Regions from separate parts of the Mus musculus genome. Here region 1 is linked to region 2. Evidence: chromatin contacts called from public promoter capture Hi-C data. All regions are on one chromosome and are shown on one strand. Each heading gives the region's core, a stretch centred on a gene start, on an enhancer-like site or on the middle of the called end of the contact. The rest is flanking DNA. Distances are from core to core; before and after follow the strand shown.

Region 1 (6,769 bases), core at 978-3,477, 640 kb before region 2:
AGCTTAAAAATTCTTAAAGTGAGACTGGTCCACAGGAAATGTTCTTTTGCAAGTTAATCTGAGAGGGCTAGGCCGACTCCATGCCAGGCTTCAAGTGGGCAGTTACGGAGACGAGGCCTAAATTTCTGTTTCCAAGAACTGGGCAAGTCCATGCAGTCCAGGCCTCAGAAGCCGCCCCTGCCACCTGGCCTGAGGCAAGGACAATGGGTCAGCGGCAGTGTCCAGACTTCCTCAGCTACTTCCTCAGTAACAGTTTCCAGACCTCCCCAGCAAGTTTCCAGCCCCCACACCCCAGTAATGGAATGTCTGTAGAGATGGTCCCAGCAGATTAGCATGGAGGTCACCTACCCTGGAATTCCCTAATGTGCTTTAAATCGGACTGTGAGCTCACTTGGGTGTCTTTCTATCTTGGCAATGAATGGGAGAGCCCAGCATGTGGGACTTGTGCAGAATAAAACACTCGTTGCATTTACATACGATTTGAGTCCGGGGAGCCATTCTTCAGCGAACTGTGGACCCTTACAAACCAAAGTCTGCTCTATGAACATTATGTCAAGGGTAAACAATATCTAATTGCATGTGACAATATGTCAGTTTCTCAATGTGCTGGGGTTTGCCCTAAACAAGAAAATTATGTGTTAAACTAATTCCAGTTTAAAAACTCTCTGTGGTTCAACTACAGGAAGGAAGATCCTCACTAACCGCACCCAACTTTGGACCCAGACCTGGGCCTAATTCATTACAACCGGGTCCTTCCTCTCTCCCAAAGCTGGCTCCAGCTGTCCTGGAGCCTAAGGACATGTCAGACCCCACACAGTGAGGTATTAAAGAAACATGGAAAGTTTTCACCTCCTGTAGAAACCCGAATTTCCACGAGTCTGTCTGGCCTAGTCGTACACAAGTCTGTCCTAGTCGTATACAAGTCTGTCCTAGTACAGGCAGAAGTGGGCTTCTGCTTGCAGCCTTCCTGCCTCTTGGCAACACAAGGTGGCAGCGGGCTCTTAGCTCCTCCCCACCCTCCCCATCTCCACTCTTACTGCCTCTTCTCAATGGTCAACTACAAAGTGCTACCTCCTAGGAAGCTTTGCTTAAGTCCATTCAAGAGCCCGGCAGTGGCCGTGCACACCTTTGATTGCAGCACTCCGAAGGCAGAGGAAATCTCTGAGTTCAAGGCCAGTCTGGTCTACAGAGTTCCAGGGTAGCTAAGACTACCTCAAACAGAGAAATCCTGTTTGAGAAAAAAAAGTGGGAGGAAGGAAAAGGAAGAGGAAGAAGAAAGAGGAAGAGGAAGAAGCAGCGGAAGGGAAGAAAGAAAGTAAGGAACAACAACAACAATAACAACAACAACAACAACAACGTCAAATGTAAAACTATGTAGCTGTAAGTTTTTCTTAACAAACCAACCAACCAGCCAAAACAAAATAAAAGAAAACCAAACCAAACCAAACAAACAACACCCCCTCAACAACTAATGTCCCAGGGAAAAGGTATTTATAAGCAGAATCGCAGGGTCTCCACGTGTATATACACAGCCTAACTGAAGGGCCTCCACGTATATACACAGCCTAACTGAAGGGCCTCCATATATATACACAGCCTAACTGAAGGGCCTCCATGTATATATGCAGCCTAACTGAAGGACCTCCACGTATATACACAGCCTAACTGAAGGGCCTCCATGTATATATACAGCCTAACTGAAGGGCCTCCATATATATACGCAGCCTAACTAAATGGCCTCCATGTATATACACAGCCTAACTGAAGGGCCTCCATGTATATATACAGCCTAACTGAAGGGCCTCCATGTATATACACAGCCTAACTGAGCATCTTGTCACCAAATGAAGCTTCCAGTACTGGGAACAGGTTACACCTAATTAAATTGTTGGCCAAAGGGGCTCCATTCCAATCCCCAAACAACCTAGGCTGTTGTCAAGGCTGCTCTCCACAAACTGGCAACAAGGCCCCACTGCTAAAGGCAACATCTACACAACACACTGAGCACAGAGAAATCAAGCTGGTGACTACACAGAGCCTTCACCCCTGTGGGCTAGCGTCTTTGGAACAACAAGGTACTCTGCGCACTACTGAAGGAGAAACGTACACACCAACTCAGCTACAAACCCTTCTGTGTACAACAGTGTCCCGCCTACAAGATGTGCTGGTGCAAATGGTGCACAAGGCTTGTGAGAGGAAACAACCGAGATCTGACTTCATTTAAGGGCCACTCCAGAAGAGGGAACCACACCCAACAATGCTTGCATAACCAAGAACCTGACACTAGCTAGCTTAGGGACCTTGGATAAAACTAAACACTTGTGTTCCACTAAAAGAATACAGCAATTTAGTGACTACTAAGAACACTCCGCTGCCCTCACAGATCAGTAGTGCTCAGCCACATCAGAGACAGGAACAGAGATCCACAGCCACACATGCTGAGAACCAGAGTCCTGGGACCACTCAGCTTTAACCCCACTGTCTCTATTGAATGCTTCCTCTCTCAGGGCTCAGGGAACCCTGCTGGAGAGGAGGCAGAAAGACTGTAAGAGCCAGAGGGGCTGGAAGACACCTAGGAAACAAGGTCCTCTAAATCAACAGGTCCTGTGCACACATGAGCTCAGAGACTGAGGCAGCATGCACAGGACCTGCACGGGTCTGCACCAGATGGGGTCCCAGAAGCTATGAAAACCTTACAAATGGAAACTTAGTTCTGTCCAATGGAGTCTGTGGTGACTTCTTAGTTGTCAACTTGACCACAACTGGAATGAACTAAAACCCAAGTGGCTGGATATGCTTGTGAGAGATTTTTTAAAATCTGAATCTCTGAGGTGGGAAGATCTCCCTTTAATCTGGGCCACATCATCTACTGGCCGCCTATCTAAGGCATGAAGAAGGAAGCTGGCTCTCTGCTTCCTCTCACTCTTGCTAGCAACTCCACTTCAGGATTCCAGCACCTACTGAACAGCAGCTGAGACATCCAGCCTGCTCCCCACTGCAAAGCCCAAGAGGAAGCCTGCTGGTGAAAACAGTCCAGTTGTGGGGCCCCAGGCCATACTGGACGCCTTACTGTAACTCCAGCTCTGGGAGAGCCGGTGCTCTCTTCTGAGCTCCACAACCATGGGCACTCATACCCCACACGTGTGCATGCACACATGCACATGTATGTATGTACACACAAGTACACATACACACACACACACTCACCCACACAGACATACATGCACAGCTAAGCGCGCGCGCGCACGCGCACACACACACGCACACACACACACACACACACACACACGCATGCATGATACTGCATGCTTTTAATCCTTGTACTCAGAAGACAGTCAGGTGGATCTCTGTGAGTTCGAAGCTACCTGGGGCAATATTGCCAGACCCTGTCTCAAAACAAATGAGAATAAAGTTCTATGAATGAGAAAAGCAACTGTCTTGCAAAGAAGACATGATTTTGTCCCTAGGGCTCTTCACGCCTGAAGTGTGACAAATACTTGCGAGGTCCTCTGTAAAGGTTTAGGCAACAGCAATGGTTTGTGCCAGTCTCTAGTAAGAAGTATTCCAGATTTAACGTATTTTTTTCTTGGCTAAGATCAGGTCCCAGCAGCACAGAAATGTCACAAGTTTCCACATCTGATATGGCCAATGCGTGGGAGCATCTGTGGGTTTGGGGTTTACCCCTGGGTTCTGATTCAGTAGAGAGACCTCTCTTCAACACAAGCATCCTTTGGATGGAGGCCAGTGACATTAGTGCGTTAAACTCCACGGGAGACTGACACCAGCCAGCTGAGACAAATCCCATGGCTGAGTTAACTCACACTAAGATCGAGTGGAAAGAATCAAGCTTTTCATACTTCTGAAAATGAATTCATCACCCAAATCCTACTGGACACTTTTCCCGCTAGCAGGCTTGTAAAGCACATTGCTGGCAGCGAGCGCCTCACTCAGCCCTGGCAGGAGCCTCGGCTCTTTCAAGACTTCTCTGGAAGCACTATAGTCCCAGCTCATGGGAAGAAAGGGGCTGTGGTCACCCCAGACACTATAAACCTGGCCCCTGGAAACCCGTGACTCTCGCTCACCTTAAGGTGTCGACTGTGATTGGTATGCTGATTAAGTCCAGCAAGGAGGTTCCTCCACCCAGTTCCCAAAAGTGAGCAATGTCTTTTGGCTGAAAGAAAGCAGAGGGTTTAAAAATATTCAATTTTAAGCTTTAAGTGTTTTGCTATACTTTACTAGCACCTAGCAGTAATAATTATAGGTACAAAATATTCAGCCCTCATGAACCCTTTCTTTTTTCTTGAAACTTTTTCCTTCCTCTCTTCACACCTTGAAATACATCAAATGCATTCTACAGAACAAAGGAGCTGTCAGAGATAAACGCTTTCCTGTGAAAATAAACACCAACTCTGTTTATACCTAGTAGAAGATACTCACAGTGCTCCCCTTCATAAATAACAATAGCATATGAAATATACACTGAAATAAAATTTAGTTATAATTCAGTTGTGCACGCTCGGGGTTCTCGATGGACACATGACAGTGAATGAGAGCATTCTGATGTAAAGTACAGGTGCTCACAAATGAGTGGGCTGCACAGGTAAGACCTGAGCAAAACCTAGGCCCAGGCAAGACTGTTCCCTGAGGAACCCAAGAGGCTACCATTGGTGATGACAGTTGTGGAGGGTGTGTGTGGGGTAAGGCTAGTGTGCTTTTCAGTTTGGAAGACTCTTCAGCTAAGAGAGGATTGACAAGGCTAAGTAGCCATGCAGTTTGAACCTGTGTGATCCAGGACCACCCCTCAGGACTGCCCACTGGGGCGTCTCCCCATTGTCAGCAAATGCTCTGAAGAGCAAGCACTTTTGTGCTGTACAAGGAGCTGTTGTGTGTTACATCTAGAACTCATAATAAAATATTTAACCTGACAAAGATGTGAGGCTCTGAGAAGAGATTTAGAAAGTCCCCGTGTTACAGTCCAAAGTTTAGAGGAAAAACAGGTGACAGGCAGTCGTCACCTGGGATTTCATGTGCCTGCTGCCATGAACGAGGATGGTGGATAGTAGTTAAGCTCATTTTAGACGAATATATGCTATTTTCCTTTCCTCGGGACAAATTCTCATAATCTCTAAAACCATTTTACTGTTGTTGATACTCAATCACTAATGTTTGTGGAATCAATCAGTTTTCACTGGAAAATCTCCTTTGCTTCACAATGTGACAAAGGAAGGCTTTACTGCCCTTCTCAGAAGTCAAGATTGTGAGAGCGGTTTCAAGTTTCCCATAAAAAGGATAGCTCACATCATAAACTATGTGAACCACAAAATGAGATGCTCCTCCTGCATCTCAGTGTGTCCTTTTCTTCTAATTTCCCAGTTTTAATAACCCACTTTTGTAGGTAGATCTGGAAACCAATAGCAGGCACTTTCGATTCTTGTACATTTATGTGTCGTATAACTCTTTCTTTTCTCTTTCTTTCTTTCTTTCTTTCTTTCTTTCTTTCTTTCTTTCTTTCTTCCTTCCTTCCTTCCTTCCTTCCTCCCTCCCTCCCTCCCTCCCTCCCTCCCTCTTCCCCTCTTTCTTTTTCTTTTTTCTTTCTTTTTCTTTTTCTTTTCTCTCCTTCCTTCCTTCCTTCCTTCCTTCCTTCCTTCCTTCCTTCCTTCCTTCCTTTCTTATTTTATGAGACAAGGGCTCACTACACAGTCCTGACTGGACTGGAGCTTACTACATGGACTAGCCCGACTTTGAACTCACAAAGATCCACCTGCTTCCACCTCCTGAGTGCTGGGATCATGGGTGTGTCCTACCAAACAGTTCTTTAAGACACTCTCTAGTGGGAGAACATTGGAACTAGATCATTCTCTACAAATGTGCTTTTGTATGGAGTAGTAGGACCTTCTCTGGCCTGTTCTTCCCACACCTATGTTTGAGAAATGGTCCCCTAGGAATTTCTGTCCCCACACCACATGTGACTCTACTCTAGGTCAGGCAGGCACGCTCCAGGCAGGCCTCACGCCCAGGAGCAGAGTGGACAAATACAGTGATTCCAGGCTTTTCTGTGTGGCTTTTGTTGGTGGGGTTTGTCTTCTTGTCTTTCTTTTGTTTGCTTCAGCTCCCCCCACTTTTGAGAGAGAAAGAATCTGAAGCTGGGGGAGTGGAGGGGGGGGAGTGGAGGGGGGGGAGGCTCTGGGAGGCTTGGAGAAGGGGAAGTATGCTCCACATACAGTGTGCGTATAGCAAGTCTAGAGATAATTCGTAAATTATGAGAACGGAGGCAGTTATTTTTATTTGAAAAAGAGAAAAAGTGCCATCTATATTGTAGGTGATCAAAGAACCCTAGACCATCAAGCTCCAAAGAAATCTCACTTCATGCTGGGCCTGCCGTCACATGTCTGTCTATAACTTATTGATACTCAGAAGCTGAGGCAGGAGAGTTGCAAACTTGGGGCCATCTGGGCTACATAATGAGTTTCAGGCCCGTCTGAGATACAGAGTGGAAAAAGAGACAAAACCCCAAGCCCCAAAGTGAAAACACCACACACGAAACAAGGAACTCACTATCAGAGGGGCAGAAGTCGGCCAAAGAACTGTACGGACATTGTAAATAAATCTTTTCAACATTTTAAGGTACAAAAGAGAAAGCTGAAATGTTCTCTCAGATTACACGGACTTCCTGCCAGCTGAGCTGCACGTGAGGTTAAAACCCACATCTGTGCCAGGCACCACTGGTGGGCTTCCTGTTTGCAGATAACGTAAGCCATCTCAGCACCAT
Region 2 (7,077 bases), core at 139-2,638:
TTCCTAACTCTGGGATCTGGACAAGTGATGGACTTGTGTCTCCTTTTTCTAATTTGTGAACGTGGCGTAGAACAGCCCCCTAGCGCATAAGCTATTAGGCTAGTCAACGGAGATCATGTTCAGGAGTGTGTGCTCCTATAGAAGGTGTCCCTCTCTACCTCTGCTCTTGGTATGTGTATCTCTTTATGCCTTCCTCCTTGCTCCTGGCCAAGCTTCACCATCATCCTCGTCCCTCTGGCACATAGTGAGTTAACTCCTTGGTCTCCATTAGGGGCGAGAGGAGGGGTCTACACCTATGTGGGTCTCCAGAGAGCTCCACATCACCTCGAGGGCAACATTCATCCATACATTGCATTTGCCTCTTTGACTCCTCCAGAGGACGAGGCGCCCAGTGGGGGAATTTTCAGTCCCTTCTGAAAGGGACCTCTCCTGAAAGCCGGGCTGGGCAAGCACAGGTAGTAGTAGAATATCCTTGAGCCCCACCCAGGGCCTGCGCCCTCCCCTCTCCTTCTCTTTGTCCCTTCCCTACTCCAGCCTCGCCTTGCCTGAAGCTGTGGGACACCCAAGGCCCCAGTCCTGAGAGCTTCCAGAGGGGCTGTAACCCTGGGTGCTGGTCAATGATTAATACTGAGCAAACTCAGGACCAGGCGAGGGCTCCCAGCAGGGCTGGGATCAGACAAAGGCCCCCCTGTCTGGCTGAGACACCATCTTGGTGAACAGTTACTGATTACCCTGTCAACTCCAGCAGAGAGGTGGGGTGGGTGGCTGCTATCTCGCCAGGGTGGAGGGTGCTCTGGAGGTGGGGGAACGTGGGTGGGAGATGGGTTAAGCTCTTGAGCTCCGGCTTCACTTTTATGAGCTGCACGGGGTGAGGCTGGTAGCATGAGGGTCTGCGGTGCTCAGGGTGTTTCCGTACCTGTCTGTCACAGGGTTGAGGAGAGACAGGTGCCTGCCTCCAATAACAGCTCTCGGCCACTCCCTTCTAACGTTCCAACACTTCCTCCCTTCCTTACAAAACCGGTTGTCTTCTTTGTGCTGGGCCATAGAATCCCCCTGGCTGCCCCACCACCACTTAGCCCCACAAACTTCTATGTTTTCCGCCTCACCTCGAAATGTTCTTAAAAATTCTTCCTCCCTCCCTTCCTCCTCTTCTTCCTCCTTCAGGAACCTCTGTCAGTTTCCTACCTTGTCATCCTGGTCTCCTCCTGCCTGGGTCCCGTCTGCTACATCTTACCTTAATGGTGCTCATCTCTTTCCAGGGTCTTCCTGCACTGGGCACCCTCTGCTTCCATGTCTTGCTGCCCAGCCTTCAGCGCACCACAGGTGCATGGCCTAGGCCAGCTCTGCCTGGCAAGTCGGGGGACTTCAGTTCCAAGGACAGAACAAGTAGGGAGTGAACAGAGTGCCAGGAGAGCTGGAGGGGCCCGTGGGACTCCTCCACACCCCTCGCTTTTCCTCTAGGACTAAAGACTGGAGATTAGGAGACAATGGGCATACCAGTGGGCACAGTTCACCCTGCACAGAGATGCTGGTGTCTATGATGTCCTTCATTGACAGAGCCACCTCGCCGTAGGCAAACACCCCAGCTAGGCATAAGGAGTACCTTCTGAGGGCCTGAGGGGGAATGCCATTGGGAGGTGAGGGGAGCTCAGAAGACCCCGTGGGGGCATTCCACTGCCAACTGCATCCCCCACTATCCTGGTCCTGGAGTTGCCTTAGCTTGTGAAGTTCATTAAGTCCAGACTTGCCCTGAGGACCTTAGCGATGAAGAACAAGGGCACCGAGACCCAAGTGAAAGGCAGGGAGAGCGAGGGCGAGACTAGTAAGTGGGCTACAGTGGGTGGATAAGGTGAGCGCCCAGGGGCCAGCTCCCCGGAGGCCAGCTCCTCTCTCCCTTGCCCAACAGGTTTTCTGGGCAGAAAACTCAGCTCCTAAATCTAATCTCAACAGGAGGGCGCCACCTGCTGTTGGGGAGGCTAATGTGCCCCTTGCAGATTGGACTGGAGAACTTGGCGTGGAGGCTCCTCAGGGAACAGATGCTCAGTTTGGGACTGTAGTGCATGGACTGAGCCTAGAAGACTCTCAGCAGGCTTAACTGCAAACCATGAGGCGCCTCCCTCCTCTTTGCCTTCTACGGCTCCACTCATTCCGGCCACCCTAAGGGAGTCTCTTGTCTTCAACTGGACCTCCAGTGTCCACAGCCCAGTGTCCTCAACCTCCTTCAAGGCTTCTTGTAAGAGCTAATATTGGGACGGGGGCTTCAGGGCCAGAATTCTTTCCCAGAAGCAAGCAGGGCTCAGCCTGCCGCTGGAGCCGGGCCGCTCTGAGATGGGCAGGGTGGGCTCCGCTACATCTTCCGCTGAGGAGTTGGGCTGACACCTTTGTGCCTCCTCCTAAAGGCCTCTTGGCATGTTTCTGCTCTAGGCAATAGCTGGGGACCCAGGTTCCCCTCCAGGACCACCTTCCCTGATACCCTACTATCTCACAAGACTGATTCCTTCATGCCTCACTAAATTCCTGCGCGACCTTACTGATTTCTAACGCCCCTTGCCTGGCTCACACATCTCTTCTGACCTGTCCAACTTCATTTGCAACACTCTTTCATGGTGTGGAACTCTACTTGGTGGGGCTTACTCCACACTCTCCAGTGGGGTTAGCTCCCATATGCATGGATTGCCACCCCCCCCCCCCCTTAGGCTTCGTAGATTGCCGTACTGGGAGCTTCCCGCATTAAATGGAGCTTCCTGAAAAGAGTCAGCCTCCATATCTACAGCCTAAGAATTGGGCAGGAGTGAACAAATGAGCACATGAGTAAATCCATAGCCAAAGGTGAGAACCCAAAAATGTAGTGTTCTGATCAAACAGAAGAGCAGCTGCTCAGGCCTGGCCCATGCTCTCGCTCCTTCTCTGAGTGCTATCTCCCACCCCGATTGCCTAGAGATCCTTAGGAGACCTACGTGGGCACCATTCTAGGAGCCCCTAGCGGAACCCCAAGCTCAGAATGATCTTCCCTGACTATACGTCTTTCTCCCTGTGTCCAGGAGCTAGCCCCATCTCTCGGACAGCCACCAAGAGTTCCTCATCTTATAAGTGGACAGGTCTCCTTTTGCAACAGGGAGCTCGGCTCAGGATTGGTCAGGGGACCCAGGTTGTTCCACCTGGCTGCTGTCTGGCTGTGCAACTGGCCACCCTCAGAAAGCTCCTATTACGACGTTTGGACCTCAAGCCTTTTCTGGTCTCATCAGAGGCTATCTCATGACCTGTAACACCATGACCTTTCTGAGAGCAAGGGAAACATGGAAAGCGTGGCTTCTGTGGGTAGGCATGGAAGATCTCCCACCAACATCCCCGCCCCCAGTGTGAATAAGTCATTTCACATTGACTTACTAAGAGGGAAGCTATCCACAGTACCACACACTTAAGAAGCCCCACAGAGAGGTCTTCTGCTGATGGCTAGAGGCCTCATTCAGGTGTCCCTTGGAATCAGCCTCAGATACCCACAGTCCCTCCCAACATCTTTATTACAGCCTAAGGAGACCATAAGCAGAGTCGCTAGGCAAAGCTGTTTCCAAATTCCTCAACTACCAGGAGTCTGAGTGAATACCTTACTTGCAGCTGCAGTTGTAGGCCAGTTCATTCTGCCACACTAGGTAACCATTGTAGAGTTAGATGCTTTTACTGCAGTAAGCGCCTAGCCACGAATTCACAACGAGTCTTAAAGAAAGGCTTGATGTCTCGAGTCAAAAGTGCTAAGCCACCAGAGGAACTTACACAGGCATGTGGGTGGCAGGGTTGAAAATCACACTCCATGGGCTGGTGAGGTGGCTCAGTGGTTAAGAGCACTGGCTGCTCTTTCACCTTCAAGTCCCAGCAACTACATGGTGGCTCACAACCATCTGTAATGAGATCTGATGCCCTCTTCTGGTGTGTCTGAAGACAGCTACAGTCTATTCATAGATAAAATAAATAAGTAAATCGAGAGAGAGAGAGAGAGAGAGAGAGAGAGAGATCACACTCCACAATGCAGATATGAAAAACTAGTGTCTCTATTTTTTATATTATTCTCATCTTTAAAAGTTATTGTTTACTGGGCAGTGGTGGCGCACGCCTTTAATCCCAGCACTTGGGAGGCAGAGGCAGGTAGATTTCTGAGTTCGAGGCCAGTCTGGTCTACAGAGTGAGTTCCAGGACAGCCAGAGCTACACAGAGAAACCCTGTCTCGGAAAACCAAAAAAAAAAAAAAAAAAAAAAAGTTATTGTTTATCCATTTAGTATTAAATATTCATTAATGATATTTTTAGAGTATGAAAGGATATGAATATAAAAGTTGAACAAATTTTTATATATTATTTGATTATTAAAATACTCAATATTATTAATATGTTTGATGTATGAAATGCATTTAAATAATAAAAAATTTAAATGTTATTGTTTATTATTATTATTATTAGGATATATATGTGCATATATATGTGTGTACATGTATGGTAGCAACTTCAACTTTTTTACTCAATTGCTCTTCACCCTGTTTTTTGAGACAGTTTCTCATTTGGCTTCAAACCCACTCATTAAGGTGGGACACCTCCTCAGCACTGGGGTTCCAAATGTGTGCTGCCATACCTGGCTTTTGTTTGTATGTTCTGGGGATGGCACTCAGTTCCCCACGCTAGGACAGCAAACACTATTGAGTGAGCTCTCTCCAGCATTACTAAGTTCATCCTGGTCTGATGAAATCATACCTGCTGTTCATAGGTATGAATGAATGAATGAATGAATGAATGAATGCATTAAAGGAAAGAGAGATCTTTAACTAGCCCACTAGAGAGTCCCATGTTTACATATTGAACTCGGTGTCCTTAGAGTAAAATGTGACTTTCCCAGAATTTTCTCACCCCCCCCCCCACGCATAGCCTAGAGACTGTACCATTGAAGACATTTATAAACCTCAAGGAGACGGAAAGAGGAGCTCACGGTGACCATGGGATTGTCTCTGTTTTTCCACACCATGCCATGAGACAGAGATGCTCCATCTTGGTTCCTGGGGCTACTTTGATGGATGGGAGAGGTGATGCTGATGTTGGTGGTCTCTGTATGTGGCCAGGGTACAGATTCCCCACCAACCCCTGAGAACCCAGACTCATGCTCCCACTACTCCAGGTCAGGTGCTCCTCTGTGAATCCCCTTCCTAGACCCTGATGTCTGCCATCCCTGATTGACAATCCCCTGCATGGCCTTTAGCCACCGCTCTGCTGGGTTGATTCAGCCAAGACACCTCATGGCTACTCCCTGAGAGTCCAGCTCTGCCTATTTACCCACAAGCCCAACTGAGAATTTCCCACCATTCTCCTTCCGCAGTGAGGGATGGAACTGACTTTGAAGTCTCACAATCTCTCTTCCTTGGGCCCTCTGACATCACATCCTGTTTCCCCCTTCTAGATGAGAACTGGGCTTTGATACCAGCCTTCCACTGCAGTAAGTCTCCCCTGGAAGGCTGAACAAGGAACCTTGGGAACAGGAAGGGACATCTTGTCATTTATAAATGACATCCCATGTACATGAGAGCACACAAGAAATGGTTGCCTAAGACGATCCAGTGACAAGATGCTATGAAGACCTCTGGAGGTCCCATACCCCTCATCTGAAGTGCGACTTTGGGCCACTGTGGAGCACACCTGTCTGTCTGTGATTTCTCAGTATCATCCAGGGAGACCCCCTCCAGGATCTGCCTTTAAGATTCATTTTGGAGCCTGTCTCTCCTTGGCCTTGGGACTAAGGTATAGAGGAGGGAGCTATACCTTTAAGTAGAGCTTCCTCAAGACACACACCTGGAGATACCTATAGCCAAGCACCTCATAGCTGAGTAGACGACTACCATGGCTAGAAAAACACCCTCTACAGTGTAAAGATGGAATAGCAGTGTCTTCATTTCCTTGTATTATTCTCACATCCTTTAAAATACTTCATTATTCTCCCCCTCTCTCTCTCTGTATGTGTATTGTGTTTATGTGTATATGTATGTGTGTATGTGTGTATATTGTGTGTATGTGTATATTGTGTGTATATATGTGTGTATTGTGTACATAGTGTATGTGTGTATATGTGTGTATGTGTATATTGGGTGTATGAGTATATATGTGTGTATATTGGGTGAGTGATTGTGTGCACATGCAACAACTTTGAGATTCTTCTGCTGGGATCCACCAGCTGCTCCATCACCCTATTTTTCAAAGACATCTCCAATTCTGCCCAGACTGGCTGACTTATATTGTCCCCAGAGCCACCTGGTCCCCTTCCTGACAACCCCGTGCCCATATGCTAGACTGCTCCTCTCCTGGAGGCTTCCAATACCTCCCTTCCCCAGCACTGGTCCCTCCAGCACTGCCTCCCAGTGCTCCCAGGCACACCGTGGCTCCTCATTGGCTTCTGTCTCATCTCCTTGCAGCCCCTTCTTGGTGGCCAGGCCGTGGTGTTAGCTGGACAGGTGGCCTCATGGGTTCCAGCTCCTCCATGAACTGCTAAGGCCCACAAGATGCCCCTTCTGGGATCTTCAGCAGCTCTGACTTCTCTGGCCAACACCTTGTGCTATCAGATACTTGGCTACATGTCTCTCTTCCTCTCAGCCTAGTCACTTGTCACAGCCAGGCAGTGAAGGAGGCTGCGGCTCTCTGGAGTACTGTCGGCTTCTCATCTTCCATGACACTGCCTGAGTCACTTCCCATGGGAAAAGGCCCTGAGTCAGAGTTAATCAGCCCCTTTTGCCTGTTACTATGAAACCTTGTATGATTTCTCTCCTAGAACATCCACCAGTCCCCACTGTTGCCTCCTGGCAATAGGACCAGGGGTCTTGCCACAACTGTCATAGCTGTCTCCTGACTCTTCATTGTCCTTGCTAGCTCTAGTCTACAGCAGACTTAACAGTCCCAGTGGTCATTTGAAAATGCAGGACAGTTGGTGGAGTGCTCGCCTGGCGAGCATGAAGTCCTGGGTTTGAGCCCAGCACCAAATAAACTGGGTGTGGTAGTGCAGTCCCTTAATTCTTGTACACAGGGGTTAGGAGCCTGAGGATCAAAAGCTCAG

Evidence for each region. Promoter capture Hi-C pulls out the DNA fragments that hold promoters and counts their contacts.
Region 1: a contact with region 2 is called in a promoter capture Hi-C map of liver, with 2.9 times the contacts expected there. The contact joins the enhancer-like site here to the promoter of 8430430B14Rik in region 2. A contact is called at or near these places in 5 of 39 promoter capture datasets (the C10 cell line, liver, neutrophils and 1 more) and 1 of 9 other capture datasets (adipose tissue).

What each region holds. Positions count from the first base shown.
Region 1 is chr17:84,633,634-84,640,402 of GRCm38.p6, reverse strand. Dync2li1 (dynein cytoplasmic 2 light intermediate chain 1) reads right to left here. Exons shown (of 13, transcript NM_172256.2): 5 at 4,083-4,171. Among named protein-coding and RNA genes, the nearest start is that of Dync2li1, 11 kb to the right of the region's middle. Within about 2 kb of position 2,227, at least 11 of the 459 cell types and tissues checked have an H3K27ac peak or open chromatin away from gene starts, as enhancers often do.
Region 2 is chr17:83,992,863-83,999,939 of GRCm38.p6, reverse strand. 8430430B14Rik (RIKEN cDNA 8430430B14 gene) reads right to left here and starts at 1,388. Exons shown (of 2, transcript NR_130994.1): 1 at 1,235-1,388.